Linked DNA regions of Mus musculus: region 1 is linked to region 2. A link is a contact called in public Micro-C data. All regions are on one chromosome and are shown on one strand. Each heading gives the region's core, a stretch centred on a gene start, on an enhancer-like site or on the middle of the called end of the contact. The rest is flanking DNA. Distances are from core to core; before and after follow the strand shown.

Evidence for each region. A called contact is a pair of places that touch in the nucleus more often than the background predicts.
Region 1: a contact with region 2 is called in a Micro-C map of granulosa cells, with 2.1 times the contacts expected there. The contact joins two enhancer-like sites. A contact is called at or near these places in 2 of 484 Hi-C or Micro-C datasets (the G1E-ER4 cell line and granulosa cells), 1 of 115 datasets of contacts at active chromatin or transcription factors (stem cell-derived neural progenitor cells) and 1 of 9 other capture datasets (pancreatic islet).

Annotation. Positions count from the first base shown.
Region 1 is chr4:11,453,217-11,456,648 of GRCm38.p6, reverse strand. No RefSeq gene overlaps it. Among named protein-coding and RNA genes, the nearest start is that of Virma, 31 kb to the left of the region's middle. Within about 2 kb of position 1,353, at least 163 of the 459 cell types and tissues checked have an H3K27ac peak or open chromatin away from gene starts, as enhancers often do. A contact at or near this core is called in granulosa cells, where this site is marked.
Region 2 is chr4:11,231,719-11,234,838 of GRCm38.p6, reverse strand. Ints8 (integrator complex subunit 8) reads left to right here. Exons shown (of 27, transcript NM_001159595.1): 10 at 127-268; 11 at 3,116-3,120. Among named protein-coding and RNA genes, the nearest start is that of Ints8, 21 kb to the left of the region's middle. Within about 2 kb of position 1,643, at least 14 of the 459 cell types and tissues checked have an H3K27ac peak or open chromatin away from gene starts, as enhancers often do. A contact at or near this core is called in granulosa cells, where this site is marked.

The DNA.
Region 1 (3,432 bases), core at 104-2,603, 220 kb before region 2:
CCATCTATAATGAGATCTGGTGCCCTCTTCTGATCAGCAGCCATACATGGAGGCAGAATGTTGTATACATAATAAATCAGAGAGAGAGAGAGAGAGGGAGAGAGAGGGAGAGAGAGAGTTTCCAGGGCAGCCTGGACTGTTACACAGAGAAAACCTGTCTCAAAAGAAAAAAAAAAGAAAAAAAAAAGAAAAGAAAAAAGAAAGAAAAAGGGAAAAGAAGCTATGGAGCAGGGTGGTAGTTCAAAAGGTAAGGCAGCCTTCTATTTATTTGTAAAAAAATATTTATTTTTTATTTCTTTTATTTTTAGGAGTATAATTATAATATTTTGCCTTCCTCTTTCCTCCCTCCAAACCTTCCCACATGTCCCTCCTTGCTCTCTTTCAAATTCATGGCCTCTTTTTTTTAATTAATTGTTGCTATATGCATATATGTATGGGTACATACATATATATTGCATATATGTATGTGTAGATACATACACATTCCTAAATGTAACTTGCTCTGCATAATGTTACTTGTATTTTACCTGTATGCCTACATGTGTGTATGTGCAGGTTCCATGTGTGGACCTAGTAATCTCAGATCCCCCAGAGCTAGTGTTGTAGACAATTGTGAGCCGTCATGCTCGTGCTGGGAATGGAACAGTAAGTTCTTTCAATCACTGAGCCATCTCCCTAGCTGCAGGAAAGGCCATTTTCTTAGCACTCACTTTCCTGTGCATGATCTATCTGTTGGGAGTTGCTCCAGAAGAAATAGCTTCCAGCCTTCCTCTTGGCTATCCTGTTCATTGAATACTAATTCCAGATTTCGAAGCCCCCATCCTGCGTGGCCTGCAACCTGTTCTCAGACTCCCAGGCTCCAGAAGGGTGAGAAATAATTTTTTATGGCTTATAACCTATCGAATTTATGGTACTTTGATACAAAAGCTCAAACAGGCTATTATGAAAATCAATAAATTCAATTAAAAATTAAAAGCCACAAGGAAGAAAGCAAACAGAGTCCCGAGGGAGAATCGGCGGTGTGGTGAAGGAACTACATAACACAGTTACACTTAATAAGCGACTCGTGGGATCAGAAGCCAGTCTTGCATAGATAGACTGAGGAGAGGGGTTGGCAGAGGAGCCACATGCAGGAAAGCTCAGAGGACCTGCACGGACCAAGCATGAGCGTGTATCACCACTGCCCGCACAGGGTCACAGAAAGAATGTTGCGGCACATGTCATCTCCCTGAGGGCTGGTCACAGGCTCTAGGAAGAAAGAAAGCACACTCACTTCCCCACAGGACTTGCCACACGAGACTGTATTCATTCACCTATGGCCGCTTCCTCCTTGCCTCAGATTGGCCAGTGCCCAAGCTACGCCCCTTCACCAGTTACAGCCAACAACAATGAAGCCCTTGCTCGGATTCCTGCCTCCTCATCATCTCACTGCTGCGATTTGGCACTTGAGTTTAGTCAGGGCTTTCTGACTAACTGCTTTTCTATAGGATGAGAAATCAGGTTCCAGAGTTAGGTGACCAGTATCTAACATTCCGGACCGCTAGTATGAGCGTTGATACTGTCGACAGGATCTAGGAATCAAACGCTGGGCATGTCTTTGGGGGAACGTGGGGTTTCTAGATTCAGTCCAATGAGCTGGAAAGATTTACTCTACATGAGGGAAGTATCAGTCCACGGCTGGTGTCCTGGGGTGAGTGGGGGTGGGGAGAAAGAAAGAAAGTTGAACATTAGCTCTCCTCTGGGTGTCCTAGCATCAAACACCATGTGTCCACGTCCCCGCCTGGGTGCCTTCCCACCCATGGTAGACTGTGAGCCTACATTAAACCCTTCCTTCCTTAAGTTGCTTTGTTACCTAGTGAGAACATTAATATTATTTATATTTATATTATTTTAAAACTATTATACTACCTAGGTATTATTGGGCACACGACTGTAATTTTCAACAATGGGAGTCTGAGGCAGGAGGATTGTGAGTTTGATGCCAGCCTAGGCTATTTAGGGAGCCTCTGTCTCAAACAAGCAAACTCCTGCACTCATGAAGTTTACAACTTAAAAATCACAAGACTAAACAGATATTCCTTAACAAAATACAAATAAGCACAGTGTTTTACTTGTTCCTCAAGAAATTGAAAATACGGATGTCAGCGATCATTTTCTATTTCCCAGTTCACTGGCTGATGTTGGCACGTTCCTGTGGGTCTCACTGTCTCAATGTTTCATGCACTCAAACCTTGTCTTCTACTTGCGTCCTTATGGGATTCAAACCAAAATGCTAACGTTGTCCTAAAGTTTAGGACAGAATGCTTGATCAGAAAGAAAAAGAAAAAGAAAAAGAAAAAGAAAAAGAAAAAGAAAAAGAAAAAGAAAAAGAAAAAGAAAAAGAAAAAGAAAAAGAAGGAGAAAAGGAGAAAAAGAGAAAGGGAAAGGGAAAGGGGAAGGGGAAGGGGAAGGGAAAGGGGAAGGGAAAGGGAAAGGGGAAGGGAAAGGGGAAGGGAAAGGGAAAGAAATCTCTAAACTGAAGCTCTCTGACAGATAAAGACCTTCCTCAAAGGAGAACGACAGAAGGATGGTAAGGATTTAGAGCCACGAAAGCAGCCTGGGAATCACCGCAGTGTACTGACTGGATCTGGCCAGGAGAGGGAAGCAAACTCTAAGACTATTATCAGCAGGGGTGAAGCAGCTACTTTAGGTAGGTAGTTGACTTTGAAGCCTAAATATGTATCTAAACTCTTTGTCTCTGTCTCTGTCTGTGTCTGTCTGTCTGTCTGTCTGTCTGTCTGTGTCTGTATCTGCATCACTCTCTGTCCCCCCTCCCTCTGTCCCACCCTCCTCCCTTCCCAGGAAGTTCTACCTGCCTCCTCCACACAAGAACTACAAGTATGTGCTACCATGCCTGTGGTTTTTTTTCCTTCCTTCTTTCTTTTTCCTTCCTTCCTTCCTTCCTTCTTCCCTCCCTCTCTCCCTCCCTCCCTTCTTTCTTTTGTTCTTTCTTTCTTTCTTTCTTTCTTTCTTTCTTTCTTGTTATTTTCTGAGTTAAGGGTTCTCTGTGTAGCTCTGGCTGTCCAGGAACTCACTCTTTATACCAAGCTGGTCTCGAAGTTAGAGATTTGCCTGCCTCTGCCTCTGCCTCTAGAGTTCTGGGATTAAGGCCCTGTGCTACCGCTACTGTCTCCTGGTGTCACCATGCCTTTTTAATGTGGTTGCTGGGGACAAGCACGACAAGCACTTTGCTGAAATGTGCTCCCAGCCTGGCAGTCCAGTTTTACTTGTCTTGGATAGTGTCATGCCCACAGGCTTTCCCGGTCTATTCTCTCAGGCGTTCATCAGTATGACAAAACGGGTATGAAACAGAGCCTTTAGGACCCCAGTAGATGCTGCAATGAAAACCCCAAGTGAACTAAACTTTTCACGCAGATATATGTTCCTCTTTTA
Region 2 (3,120 bases), core at 394-2,893:
TTTTGTACATTTTTTTGAATTGGTATATGGTATTTAGTAGAATACTGAACATCATAAATGTTAATTCTCAAAACTGTTCACGTTTTATAATAAAAACATTCATTTTTCTACTTTTGTGTTTTGTAGAAATGAAGCTCTAGATGAAATCTGTTTTAAAATTTGTGTCTGCAACACAGTACGAGATGTACTGGAAGGCAGAACAATTAGTGTCCAGTTCAATCAACTATTTCTTAGACCAAACAAAGAAAAAATAGATTTTCTCCTTGAGGTAAGGCATTTCCCCTATCTATGGTAATAGAACCTTTGTGTTTCTTTTCTGTGCTTAAGAGCTGACAGAATTAACAAATTGAGTAGCAGCAGCTGCCTTTCCCCCTCTTCTCCCCCTCTTTCTCTGTTTTCTCCTCCCTCTCTTCCCTCTCCTCCTCTGCCCCTCCTCTTCCTCTCCTTCTTTCTGCTTCTACTTCTTCCTTCCCTTCCCTCTCTCCTTTCCTTCTCCTCCTCCTCCTCTCTCTCCTCCTCTCCTTTCTCAACTTCTTCCTGTTGTGTGTGTGTATGTGTGTGTGTAGCCCAGGCCTCAGCTTCATTGTTCTTGTGCCCAGCCTCCCAGTGGTGAAGTAGGCATGAGCCCCAGTGTTGTGTTCTGCCCTTTACGCAGGCCTTTCCTCCTTTGCCTCCTTGTTTCTGCTGCGCTCTTTGCTTGCATTCTTTTTGCTGTTTCACTGACTGCTCTGCTCTATTGCAGTTAGGGCTGTACCCTAATGATCTGCTTTTTTCTTCTTCTTCAAAGAAACATTGTTTTTATTTATTAAGCCTGATGTGTAGACCAGACTGCCCTCAAATCTACAGAGATCCACTTGTCTCTGCCTCCCAAGTGATGAGACTAAATGCTTACACCACCACGCTTGCCTAAGATTTATTTTCTGTGCGTGTTTATGTGTCTGCCTGAGTTTATAGGCACCATGTGTGTGCAGGTACCTGCAGAGGCCAGAAGCCATCAGAGCCTCTGGAATTAGTTACAAGGAGCTGAGCTGTATGCCATTTGTTACGGTGCTGGGAAGTGAACCCGGTCTTCTGCAAGAGCAGTAAGTGCTCTTAACTGCTGAACTGTCTCTCCAGTCCCCAAGGGTTTTTTTTTTTTTTGTATGTTTGTTTTTGTTTTTTTGAGACAATTAACTACATAGCCCTGGCTGTCCTAGCACTATCTATGTAGCTAGGCTGGCCCTGAACCCAGAGATAACTGCCTATGTCTGCCTCTCAAGTGCTAAGATAAAGGCATGAACCCTACACTTGGCTTCAGCCCCCAGGTCTTAATTTTTAAAAACTTAACAACGTCGTATTATATTTATATGTGTATTTGCTTATTGTATATGTGTGTGTGTGTGTGTGTGTGTGTGTGTGTGTGTGTGCGCGCGCACACATGCAATTGCACACATGTAGAGAGAGGTTGGTGTTGGAACTCAAATATTATCATGCTTTTCCAAGCTCCCTTACCTGTTGAACTATCTCACCAGACCTAAAAAATTTATTTCAGTGTTCAAGTGAGCATATGTACATATGTGTATCCACCTTTATATGAGCTCAGAGGCCAGAAGAGGGTGTTAACTCACCTCACCCTCTGTCACCCTCTGCCTAATCTTTTGAATCAAGGTCTCATTGCTGATCCTTGAGCTTGTGGTTTTTCCACTGTGCAGAAAACAAGCAGGGCCCAGGAGTCCTCCTATCTCTGCTCTCTTGGAGCTGGGTTTCATGCATCTTCAGGGACACTGAGCTTGTTAAGTGCATGCTGGAATCTGTCCTTGGGATCCTCAGAGTTACTGCTGAGTGGTTTGTCAGCTGTCAAATTTTAATTGTTTCCTTTTGAGATACAGGCCGATTGCTTCGCCTACCTGGTGTCAAACTTGGTATCTTTTTAACTTGGTCTAGCAAGTGCTGAGATCACAGGCATGTGGCACCTCGCCTAACTTTACACGTTTCTTAGTATGGACCTGTATTGATTACAGGCATGATGCACTTTATATGTTTTGTATCCAGCATCATTGCTGATCTCTGAAAAGTTTTTCTTACTGGACTGAAGATGTAGCTTACTTGATAGAGTGCTTATTTAGCCTGCACAAAAGCCCTGGGCTCCTTCCCATCAACATGTAATACGGTTGTGGTAACACAAGTCTGCAATGGCAGCACTGAGATTCCTTCAGGAGAATGAGAAGTTCAAGGTCATTGTCAGCTACATGACAAATTAGAGGCTGCCTGGAATATATGGGACCCTGTCTCAAAGGAAAAAGAAAAAGACAACAACAACAACAAAAACAGCATTATAACTTTATTTCTCAGTGTAGTAATCTGTCATAGGTATTTGGATTACTCCTTTTTTGAGGGTGCTTAGCAGTATTTTTTTCTTCTTATATGTTAGAAGAGTTCTTGAAACTTAGTAGAATAGAAGGCAGATCCTAGATAGGAACTTAAAGCAACCAAGTTGGTTTTTTGTTTTTTTTGGTTTTTTTTTTTTGTTTTTTGTTTTTTCGAGACAGGGTTTCTCTGTATAGCCCTGGCTGTCCTGGAACTCACTTTGTAGGCCAGGCTGGCCTCTAACTCAGAAGTCCGCGTGCCTCTGCCTCCCAAGTGCTGGGATTAAAGGCGTGCGCCACCACGCCCGGCTCACAAGTTGTTATTCTTAACTACATATGCCTGAATTTATGAAAATGGTTGGTCCCACTTCTTTCTTTAATGAATTCTTACCTTGGACTTTTGTTTTAAATTACTTAATCAAATCAGTGGTTAGTGATTGAAACATAAACGTTCAGTTATTTGGAGCAGTGGAGAGACAACTCACTAGTTAAGAGCATTGGCTGTTCTTGTAGAGAATCAGGTCAATTCCCAGCACTCAATGTCAGCCCAACCATCTGTAACTCCAGTTGCAGGGAATCTGTCCAGTGCCACCTTCAGGTCTGCAGACATCAGGCGTGGACATGTGCACAAGTAGACATCCAGGCTGAACATCCATACTCAGTAAACACACACACACAGACACATACACACCCTAAACATGAGGTGTTTATTTTGAAATCTCAACATTTCAAACTGAGATGCATATTCAAATGAAAATTCTAATTCCTAGGTATG